Linked DNA regions of Mus musculus: regions 1 and 3 are each linked to region 2. The links are chromatin contacts, called in public promoter capture Hi-C maps. All regions are on one chromosome and are shown on one strand. The core of a region is the stretch at or near the end of the contact, and the rest is flanking DNA. Distances in the headings are between cores, read along the strand shown. Region 1 holds the start of Cyp19a1 (cytochrome P450, family 19, subfamily a, polypeptide 1). Region 2 holds the start of Cib2 (calcium and integrin binding family member 2). Region 3 holds the start of Chrnb4 (cholinergic receptor, nicotinic, beta polypeptide 4).

Evidence for each region. Promoter capture Hi-C pulls out the DNA fragments that hold promoters and counts their contacts.
Region 1: a contact with region 2 is called in a promoter capture Hi-C map of embryonic stem cells, with 2.3 times the contacts expected there. The contact joins the promoter of Cyp19a1 here to the promoter of Cib2 in region 2. A contact is called at or near these places in 1 of 39 promoter capture datasets (embryonic stem cells), 9 of 484 Hi-C or Micro-C datasets (the HL-1 cell line, LSK cells, brown adipocytes and 3 more), 1 of 115 datasets of contacts at active chromatin or transcription factors (craniofacial prominence) and 1 of 9 other capture datasets (embryonic stem cells).
Region 3: a promoter capture Hi-C map of neural stem cells shows a contact between it and region 2. The contact joins the promoter of Chrnb4 here to the promoter of Cib2 in region 2. A contact is called at or near these places in 4 of 39 promoter capture datasets (embryonic stem cells, liver, neural stem cells and 1 more).

The regions. Positions count from the first base shown.
Region 1 is chr9:54,192,087-54,195,801 of GRCm38.p6, reverse strand. It overlaps Cyp19a1 (cytochrome P450, family 19, subfamily a, polypeptide 1), which reads left to right and starts at 2,059. Exons shown (of 9, transcript NM_007810.4): 1 at 2,059-2,545. The coding sequence starts at 2,401.
Region 2 is chr9:54,558,317-54,561,841 of GRCm38.p6, reverse strand. It overlaps Cib2 (calcium and integrin binding family member 2), which reads left to right and starts at 1,652. Exons shown (of 6, transcript NM_019686.6): 1 at 1,652-1,874. The coding sequence starts at 1,824.
Region 3 is chr9:55,047,276-55,050,751 of GRCm38.p6, reverse strand. Chrnb4 (cholinergic receptor, nicotinic, beta polypeptide 4) reads left to right here and starts at 2,208. Exons shown (of 6, transcript NM_148944.4): 1 at 2,208-2,308. The coding sequence starts at 2,257.

The DNA.
Region 1 (3,715 bases), core at 810-3,309, 370 kb after region 2:
AGGCATTTCCAGTGAAGAGAATTTCCTCACACTCATCTCTCAGTTCTACAATGCTGGAAATGGATCACACACACCATGCGGCATTCTGAATATCCCGAATCCTGAGCTTCCTGTCTGCCTCCAGGAGGGAACATTTCGACTCATAGGAAATAGCTACATGTATGTGTCTGTTGTTGTTGTTAATTGTGTGTGTATGTGTCTATGTGTATGTGTGTGTGTTCAAATGCTTCAGTGCCATTGTGGAGGTCAGAGGACAGTATAAGAGTTGGTTCTCTCTTTCTACCTTGTGGGTTCCGGGGCTCAAATACAGGCTGCAAGTGCCTTTACCCCCTAAGCTATCTCATTGGCCTGCTTCCTTTTTCTGTTGAGCATTTTATTCTCTGCAAGAGAAAAAAAAAACTGTCCAAAGTTAACAAAGGGAGCAGCTACAAACAGCTGCCGACTCTTCATTTCCCACTCAGAGCAACTGGAAAACTGTAACAATTAGACTGCTCATCATATGCACAGACACTTTTCCAGTGTCTTGAACTTAATTATTATTGAATGGTAGCGTAATATAATGAGTTAACAAATGAAGAACAAACTGAATAAATTCAATTGTGAAATTTCTGTGGTTGCTAGAAACCAAAGGTTGCGTAGAGGTCAGGGGAGAAATGTTATTACATAGTGCCCTAGAGTCTGGTGAAAGGTATGGCCTTTCTCCCCTCAAAAGTGCATGTGTGGGTTGGAGAGACCCTACTCCACGGCTAAGAGTGCTGGCTGCTCACAGGAATGTGCACTTTCGGTTCCCAGCCCTCATGGCAGGCAACTCACACGTGCCTGTGACTCTAGCTCCCTCTTCTGGCCTCGTCAAGCACCTGCATAAATATGTGCATACACCCATGCAAACACACACATAAAAATAATATATTTAAAAAAAAAAAGTGTATGTGAGCCCATTCAAAAATTTCTGCAGCACATCAGGGAATCCACAGAGCTCCTGATGTCCAATTTGAAATCACTTTTGTGGACATAGAGTTCCAGTGTGAGGTCAAACTCAGGTCAAACTCAGCCAAAATTTTCTGCCTGTATCTACTACATAAGCTTGGAGTGGGTCATCTGCCATTGGAAAATGCATTTGATGAAAATGATACAAGCTTCTCAAACTTAAGTTTTTGGCTTTTTTGTTTCTGCTTTTTGTTTTGTTTTTGTTTTTAACTACTGCCATCTCTAAAGCTCCTCCCTGTAAGAGTTTTTGATAAAACCTGACTGAAGACACCTCAGCATGCTGTTGTTGAAACCTGCAGGTCCAGCAGCTCAGCCTAAAGAGGAATGACCTGCACAGGGCACAAGTCATCACTAGGAACAGATGGCTGAGTGGCACCTGAGTCACTGCAGGGCACACTACTCTTACTGTTCTCTGCCCACTCCATCATTTTTCCTTTCTCCCTCTTTTAAAAAAAGATTTATTTATTTTATGTATGTGAGTACATTGTAGCTGTATTCAGACACACCAGAAGAGGACATCAGATCCCATTACAGATGGTTGTGAGCCACCATGTGATTGCTGGAAGTTGAACTCAGGATCTCTGGAAGAACAGCCAGTGTTCCTAACCACTGAGCTATCTCTCCAGCCTCCTTCTTTCTCCCTCTTTATTCGTGCCCCTTCCATCCCCACTGCCTCTCCTGCTGACCCCCATGAACACTGTTTAACCAGCCTATGGTCCTAGTTCTAGATCCTCATTAAAGCCACCAAAGACTGCCATGAGTAACATATCTTGAATTTCATAGATGCCCTAATGAAGACTCTCTGAACACTTTGATGGTGCCCAAGAAATGCATTCTTTCTGTAGAAGGGTACAGTCCGGGAAAATAATTTTGATTATGGGTAGGAATTAGGACATTGTGTATGTTGATTTATTTTTATAATTATATATTTATAGTGTGTGTGTGTCCTGGGGGATGAACTCAGGTTGTTAGACTTGGGTACGGGAGCCTTTTCCTGCTCATGATTTGTTTTGTTAATTGAGTTTGCTTTTAATAAGGAGGATTGCCTCAGCAAATGCTGCTGATGAAATCACAGCATTGTGATTGTTCCTCTGGAATGAACTTCAGAGAGTTGACTCTCAATTGAGCACGTCACTCTACTAACTCAAGGGCGAGATGATAAGGTTCTATCAGACCAACTGTTGAACAGAACCTGAGCCTCCCAAGGTCATCCTTGTTTTGACTTGTAACCACAAATTTGTCTTGTCTAAGTGTCCAATCACTATAAAACAAAATGCCCATCTCTCCAATCCAGCACCCTTCCAAGTGACAGGAGCCACAGCCAAACCGCTGGGTTACGTTCTAACTCCACCACTGCTTTCTTCCCATAGAACTTTACTTTTTTTTTTTTCTTCTGAGGCCAAATAGCGCAAGATGTTCTTGGAAATGCTGAACCCCATGCAGTATAATGTCACCATCATGGTCCCGGAAACTGTGACTGTCAGTGCCATGCCACTCCTGCTGATCATGGGCCTCCTTCTCCTGATTTGGAATTGTGAGAGCTCGTCTTCAATACCAGGTAAGCTGTTGCTTTAATTCTACACTAACAGAAAGAGTTTCACGGGGCTTTTTGGTCTGTGGCATGCATTATCTATTTATTTTATTTTATTTGTTTGTTTATTTATTTTGTAAGAAGAGCAAAATTGCTCTTCTTCGAAGAAGAAGCACAGCTCACAAGCTGGACTTGTGAAGATTAGGACATGGTAAACTGATCACCTGCCCACGACAGATGACCACATCACAAATGGGTGTTAGATGCTCCCTCCAGTCTGGGCAGTGCTTTGGGAGGTTTGACATGGAGTAGGCAGGGTCAAGTTCTAGAATTTTTGGCTAAATTAAAACAAGCACCACCCGATTCTAATAGATTCCAGCTCTGCTGTGCCAGCCGGCGAAGCGCCTCTGGGCTGCCCTCTCTCGCGTCCTCTTCCTTCCCCTCTGCCCTCTGTCCTCAGGGACACCTTCCCCTCCCTTGCTTGCGTTTATCCTTTCTCTCAATCGTATTCTTCATTTCTTTTATTGGCAGCGTGGTGATGGTGATGGTGCCATAAGGGTTGAATGAGAACTGGCTATTGGGAGAAGAATAGGGACAAGGCCCATTCTCTGGGAGCATCAGAGTCGGACAGAATTATTCCAAGGTCTTTGTGTCAGTCGAAAGCAGAGACTAATATAATTCTTCTGATAATCTCAGTGAACCATTTTGCCACCGGGGCTGAAATGATCAATTATTAAGTTAATTCAGAACAAACAGAAATTTCAGACAGTGTCTTTAAGTTTAGGTATGAGTTCCTCACACTATCACCAGTTTCTAGCTCTGTAAGCTATCCAACAAGGCCTGTTTCAAAACCATAGTGACCACACATTCACAAATGTGCTGAGACTCTGAACAAGGCAGTTGGAAGTGACAGCTGCACCAGGGAGTGCACAGACCAAACGCTGTGCCTGGATTCTTTCTCATGTGTTTCCCATAGTTGCCCATCTATCTGGTTCAGCCTGGCACTTTAATTTCTAATTTAGCTGAACACTGAGTTAAGTGTGTTGACGTCTACCTTGGCTTGGATACTCCCTGCCACAGATTTCCCTTCCAGTGGTGAGCTCCTTGGTCAGGGGAAAGGATGAGGGTAGGATGCAGTAGAACATCTCTGTTTCCCTGTCATAGGCTCAGATGCTAAAGTCCAGCCTGTATCATAAG
Region 2 (3,525 bases), core at 403-2,902:
TCCCAGCAACCACATGGTGGCTCACAGCCATCTGTAATGGGATCTGATGCCTTCTTCTGGTGTGTCTAATGACAGCAACAGTGCACTTATTTATAATAATAAATAAATCTTTGGGCCAGATTGAGCAGAGACTGAGCTAGCAGGGCCAACCTGAGCAGCAGAGGTCCTAAATTCAATTCCCAACAACCACATAAAGGCTCACAACCATCTGTACAGCTACAGTGTACTCATATACATAAAATAAATTAATAAATAAATCTTAAAAAAAAAAGAGGGCTGGAGTGATGGCTCAGCAGTTAAGAGCACTGACTACTCTTCCAGAGGTTCTGAGTTCAATTCCTAGAAACCACATGGTGTCTCACAACCATCTGTAATGGGATCTGATGCCCTCTTCTGGTGTGTCTGAAGAGAGCAATGGTGTACTCATTAAAAAAAAAAAAAAAAAAAAAAGAGTAGAACAACACGGCCCCAAAGTGATGTAAGCCAGGCAAAACTGGACAATACTGGTATGTCGCTTTTGTTTGTTTTTTTTTTTGGTGGTGCTAGGGACTGAACCCAGGGCCTCATGAATGTTAGGCTAGCTCTCTGCCACTACACTATTTCTCAGCTAAATTGCTTTTAGTTACTATATTCTGTTTTCTGAGATATAGTCTCATGTACTACAAGTTGGCCTGAATCAGCTAAGGATAACCCTGAACTTCTGATCTTCCTGCCTCTGTCTCGAGGGCTGGGATTACAGGAGACCATACTCATGTAGCTAATCTCAGTTTTGGCAGCCCATGATGGACTTGCCTCCCAGCGGAGCCACCAGGAGCCTTTGACTCAGGTTTCATGCAGCCCAGCTGTCCCAAGAATAGACAGTAAGGACAACTCCATTGCTAGTAGCCTTCCTTGTGGGCCACTGATAGGTCCCAGAGTTGCCAGGACTCCTGAACTTCCGTGTGTCTGGAGGGCTTTTCCTAGCGGTCACCTTGATGGGGCGGCTGAAGATAGCCAATCGTTTAGGAGGGTATTGGTTAACCTCCTCTACCCTGCCTGCATTATTAAATTTCGTGAAGGCCTCACTTAGCAGAGTGGATGTAGGGAGTGATCTAGTTACTTTCCTTAAGGTCTTGAACCAACTGAGTAGTGTAACCTATTGTTACCAGAGCCCATTCCTCTGCTGAGGTAGAGTTTGCTTCGTCTGTTTCCTTTTTTAAAAAGTTATTTTATGATTTGAGTGTTTGACTGCGTGTATGTCGGCTTTTTGAGGATGGACCTGACTTGGGTAATCCCGCAAGCTCAACAACACACCTATTCTCAGTCTAGGATCAGAGGCCGGAGGATTGTGCCTGTTCTACCACACTAATCCATGGGATTTTCAGGCTCACAATCGCCAGGACCGACCCGGGGTGCCAGTCAGTGTGCTGGTTGGAACGGGAGGCGCACTCAGTGTCCAGTAGTCAGGCGGCCCTATGAGGCCACCGCTTGGCCACCTCAGTGTGCTGCAGCAGCATAGACTGAGCAGGCCTCTGTCTCCAGGGAGAAGTCACCTCTCGGGCCCCGCCTCCTTCCACCAGGCTGCGCCTCCGCCCCAATCCGGCCCCCGCCCCCGCCTAGGCCCGCCCCGCCCCCGGCCCCGCCTTTGCCTCCCAGCCCCTGCACCCCTCCCACTGAACTGCGGGACCCAGCGGAGCGGGCCAGGCTAGGCTGGCGACGCTGCCCGCTCCCGGGCTGGCAAGGGCCGCGGGCACCGGGCTCGGGGCTCCAGACGCCGCCGATGGGAAGCAGCACTCGAAAGGGCGAGAGACGACGCCGCGGCCACCCATACCATCGCGGTCACCATGGGGAACAAGCAGACCATCTTCACTGAAGAGCAGCTGGACAACTACCAGGTGAAGCCGGCGCGCCGCGGCCCCTGTAGTCCTCCTTTTTGTCCTTTTCCCAGGCCTCGCAAAAGCGGACTCACAGAGGTTCAAACCCTGCCGCTACCTTCAGCGCGCAGCGTCGCCTTAGGTGGATGACTTCCCCTTGACGAGCCTCAGTTTCCCAGGCCCGGGAATGTTAGAACATTCCAGTTAGAGTATTCTGTCAGATGCGCCTCACCCACCCCGTCTTCTCTTCCTTATTGACCTTCTTTCTGCCCTCCCAAGCTAGACCCCAGTCATTTCTTCCAGCCCACTGGGCATGACCCTCATCCCAGAAAGGGCTTGGTGTAGGGGGAGGACAAGAGGCCCCAAATGCAGGTTACAGGTTGGGGTGTGTTGTTTATATAACTACGTACCCACATCTCTTAACCTATTTTGTGATCCTAGTAGCCCTTTCACCCCGGATTCTTCCAAGTTCAGAGCTAGCTGTCCATATCAATGATCTCACAGCCCCCAGCCATGTGAAAACTTTTCTGTAGGTATGCGAGGGAACCTTATCTCCGGGCTGGCCCAGAGTCTTGCTCAGTTGCTTTAGCTCACCATGTAATGTCTCCGGACTTTCAGGGAACAACAGCTGTGGAGTCTTCTTTTTATCGCCTAATAGGTTAGGAGTGTTATGTCATATGTATTCCTATCTTAGATGTGTGCAACTTTTGTGAATATTCAGTTAGCGTGGAGCGGTTACCTCCAGTGTGACCCAAGTGATAGGATATGTATTGAGAAGAGCTCTAGTGGACAGGGGAGGTCAATAGCTCTTGGTTTGACTAGAAGGTTCAGAAAGAGTGCAGAGCTTGCATGAGGACTTGGGAAGTCAGGATTTTTTTTTCTGCCAGAAAGTTCTGGAAGGAGGCGTTTTAAGTGGAGGTAGATGCAGGCAAAATAGCCCAAACCCAGGAGAGAAGAGTGGTCTGGGGAGAGTGGGGAGCCTGCATCCCCATTAGGACCAGCCCGGCATTGGGTCAGACCCAGTCCAGTGTTGAGTTCTGATCCTTTGCCAGGGCCCAGCTAGACCCTGCCAGGGGAAGGAGAGCCATGAAACACGAGAGCCCCACATCTCCTTTCCTCTGGCTCTCTAGCATGCCCAACCCGGGCCGCATGGGGGCCCCAGGGTTACATTCCCTTTTCCAAGTAACTCTGGGCTTCCTGGAACTTCGCAGTCTGGTGGTCTTCCCTCCCTGAGGCCAGATGCCCGGTTTCCTGCTCGCCAGATGCCCCTGCAAGATGCCCAAAGTTTCGGCTACCGCCCTGGCCACGTATGTGCATGGCACACTCCTCTCTCATCCTCTCACGTGCCTACGCAGGGCTCGCTGCCCCCCCCCCCCCCCGTCCGCCATCCCAATGCTATGCTTCAGCCCATGCCTTCAGTTAAGAACTAGCCCCACATATGACTCAGCCTTCTTTGCATCTCACCTTGAGATCCCCTCATCCATCTCAAGACTGTGACCCTGGCCAGCCCTCCAAAGCCTCCTGGGGACAGAGGTCTAACTGGAGCTTCCTGGTCCTGTGGTCTTCTCTTTTGTCCCTCTTCTCTTCATTCTCTCCTTCCATCCCCCACTTCCTCTTCCCTCCTTCCTTCATCCTTCTATCAAGAGACAGCATATGCCTCACTAGAGTTGGG
Region 3 (3,476 bases), core at 959-3,458, 490 kb before region 2:
TCTTCTTTAAAAAAAAAAAATCTGTGTCTGAAGAGATGGCTTAGTATGAACTTGCTGCACAAACATGAGGACCTGCGTTTGAATCTTTAGTACCCATGTAAACATCTGGGTGTGGTCACATGATCTCGTAACCCCAGTCCTGTGGAGCTTGCTGGCCACTAGCCAGCTCCAGGAACAGTGAGAGACCCTGCCTCAAGGAATACAGGAGAGTTTATAGAGCAGGACCCGAGAGCCTCCTCTGGCTTCCGTGTTGGTGCATGGTAGCATGTGCAGGTAACTGCACACACATGTCTGCGTGTACCTCATGGGACTCCTTTTCAGTTGTCTGCAGAAATATTTTGTCTAAAGTGAATTCTCTGGTTTTTATTTTATTGTCTGTCTGGTTGCTTAATTTATTTGCAGCTCTTGGTTTGTAGGCACATTTTGCTCTTTTAAATCTGAGATGTATAGGAAAACTACAAGTACCATATAAGGAACTTTTTGTTTGTTTGTTTGTTTGTTTTTGTTTTTTCAAAACAGGGTTTCTCTGTGTAGCCCTGGCTATCCTGGAACTCACTTTGTAGACCAGGCTGGCCTCAAACTCAGAAATCTGCCTGCCTCTGCCTCCCAAGTGCTGAGATTAAAGGTGTGTGCCACCACACCCGGCCCATATAAAAAAATTTGTCTTTAAAAAAAAATCATTACAAGGTTTTTTGGTTTTTTTTACTAACAAATTGAAAAAACAGCTACTGACTCACATGTGTAAGAAATCCTACGACAATATAACGGATGTTTCCTGACTAGAGGGCTTTTTAAGAAAGTTTACATTTTGTGCCTTTTAAATGTTTTGTATTGGTATATATTAATTATTTTTTAAAATGGGTTTGAGCTGGGTATAGTGGTGCATGCCTTTAATCACAGCACTCAGGAAGCAGAGTCAGGGGGAACTCTGTGAGTTTGAGGTTAGCCTAGCCTACATAGCAAGTTCCAGGACAGCCAGGGCTACATAGTGAGACCTTGTCTCAAAAAAAAAAAATGTTCGTTATGAGATTGTCATACATATGTATATAATAAGTTTTGGTCATTGACCACACCCTCCCAATTACTCTCTTTTGTCTCCTTCCCCTCACCTTTAGTCCTTTTGCTTTCTCCAGAATCTTCAATATGCTCTCTCTCCCCGCCTCTACCTACCGCCCATCCTGTGGCCCATCAGAGATAACAGAGCATACCTTAGACAGTCAGGACTACAGACAACTATCAGCAAGCAAACTCTCACACCCCACACCCCAGCATCCTGTCGAGGACTGGGGTGATTTCTGGCTCTTACCAAGGGTCTGCTAGTTCCACTTTATGTGAAAGGACCTACCCTTGCCTTTAGCTTCCAAAGCCCCACAGGTCACAGGCTTTGGCTTTCTACATCTCTTTCCCGGTTTGGGTTCAGGGAGAAGACGAACTTATTTTCAGTCCTGTTAGGTCTGTGGGTTCACCCTGTGAATCTGTTATTGCCGCAGTTTAAGGAGGAGAGGATGTCCTCAGACCTATCTTCTCGGAACCATCCTCAAGGCATTTCATCGACTTCTGTGCTTGTTGGTTTGCTTTTGTTTTTAAACTCCCGTGCCAACATGTCAGATTATAGCAAGAAGAAATCATCGGGGAAAGCGACTGGACTTCTGCCTTATTTTTAGGTCCAGAGGTCGTCCCTTCTCCAGGCCAAGTAAGCTCTGTTCACTTTGCCCCTGAAGCTGCTGGGTGCCCCTTAGTTGTCCCAGGTGCAGGGCTGTTTTGACTTGTCCTCTAACTTTAGATCCTGAAACTTAGCGTGGACCACCTAGGAGTGGGAAAGGCTAATGTATGCTTCTTTCAGCCACTTAAACTGCCTTGGGTAAGCCAGGCTAAGATTAAGATGGGTGAGGGGGACGCAGCCTGCCCTCTCAGACCCTCCCTTACCCTGTAACTCCACCCCTTCCCCAGTCCCCAAGACGAATGAGACAAGAGCTAGTCCACCCTCCCGAGTGCCACGCACTACCCGGCTCCTGAGTGTGAGAAAGTCTCGGGACCATCATCCATAGCCACAGGTTCCCCCAGACACACCCTGCTCTGGGTCTACCCCAAACTCCAGTTCAGTCCTCTAAGTGGGTGGGACCCACAGCAGCTTCCCAGGTGGGGAGCACAGGCTCCATCGGGTCCTAGTGCCGCCGGGCACAGAGAGACTGCCAGCTGGGACAGACGCTCACTCGCGGTTCCATTGTGGGGTGACCGGCAGCCACCCGGCCGGCCATGAGGGGTACGCCCCTGCTCCTCGTCTCTCTGTTCGCTCTGCTTCAGCCTGGTGAGTTCTTTTTAGAGAAGGTGGGAGGGACAAGGGTCGCAGTGTGGGAGGAGTGGCCGGACCAGCTGGGGAGTGGGCGGGGCAAGCCCTATGGGGATGCAGGCTGGCTTGGGTGGGTGGCCTGTGAGGTTTGGGGTCCCCGCTACCTTATTCCATGCTGCCAGGTCACCATCACTGACGAGTGTCTTCAAGCTGGGCAGTGCAGATCAGTCCCAGAGCTAAGAGGTCCCCAAAGGGTCCTCCGAGGCTCTTTCAACTCTAGTGAAGTGATGAACTTGCTACGGTATAAATGTGTGGGAGCAAGCCTGCTGTTTGGAGAGAGAGAGGGGTCACCAAGACACTAGCATTCCATATGTGCGAAGTATTTTTGCACTTTGGGGCAGGTCTTCCAGATATCACATATATGGTGGGCACTGCCATAGCTGGTCCCTAACCCTGCTTAGCTGAGGGCAGGTTGATGAACTGGGGTCTGCAGCTCACAAACTTAGCATTGACACTGAAGAGACTCTCTCAGCTCTCCTCCCCAGGTTCACTCAGACACAGTGAGGGTTTCTTCCAGACTCAGCTACCCTCCCCCTTAAATTCCAAGGTCCTTCGTAGCTTCTACCCCCACCACCTCAAGCTGTGTGCACACCAGCTTGTCCTCTGAGCTCCAATGGACCCAGAGAACCAAGGCTGCATCTTCCTCCCATAAAGATCACATCCAGAAGGTACTAGAATTAGGAGTGGGGAACAGTCAAGGTCTCCCAATCAAAGTAGTGTTGGCACAGTATGCATTATGGCTTTGGATCACTGCTGGGTGCCCCTATTCTGTTACCCTCTCTCAAGCTCCTTATCTGTTCCATGACAACAATCCGCCTTGCCTGTCATCTGACAAACACTGGCAGTATTTCTGAAGTATGGTCCCACTAGGCTGTCTGCACCTTCCTCTACAGACTCCTGAACCCCAGCCTAGGCTCAGGGGATCTGAACCTCTGGAAATGGAAGCTGGGGAATTGGCTTTTATATAGCCAGGTGATTCTGACCTGTGATTGGAGAAGCACTGATAGCATTTGGTGAGTTCCTTCTAAGACAGCATTCTGAGTTTCTAAGATGCTCACAGCCACCCTTTAGCGAGCACATATCTGCATCTCACAGGCCCCTCCTTCACTAAGCACATGCCCTCACC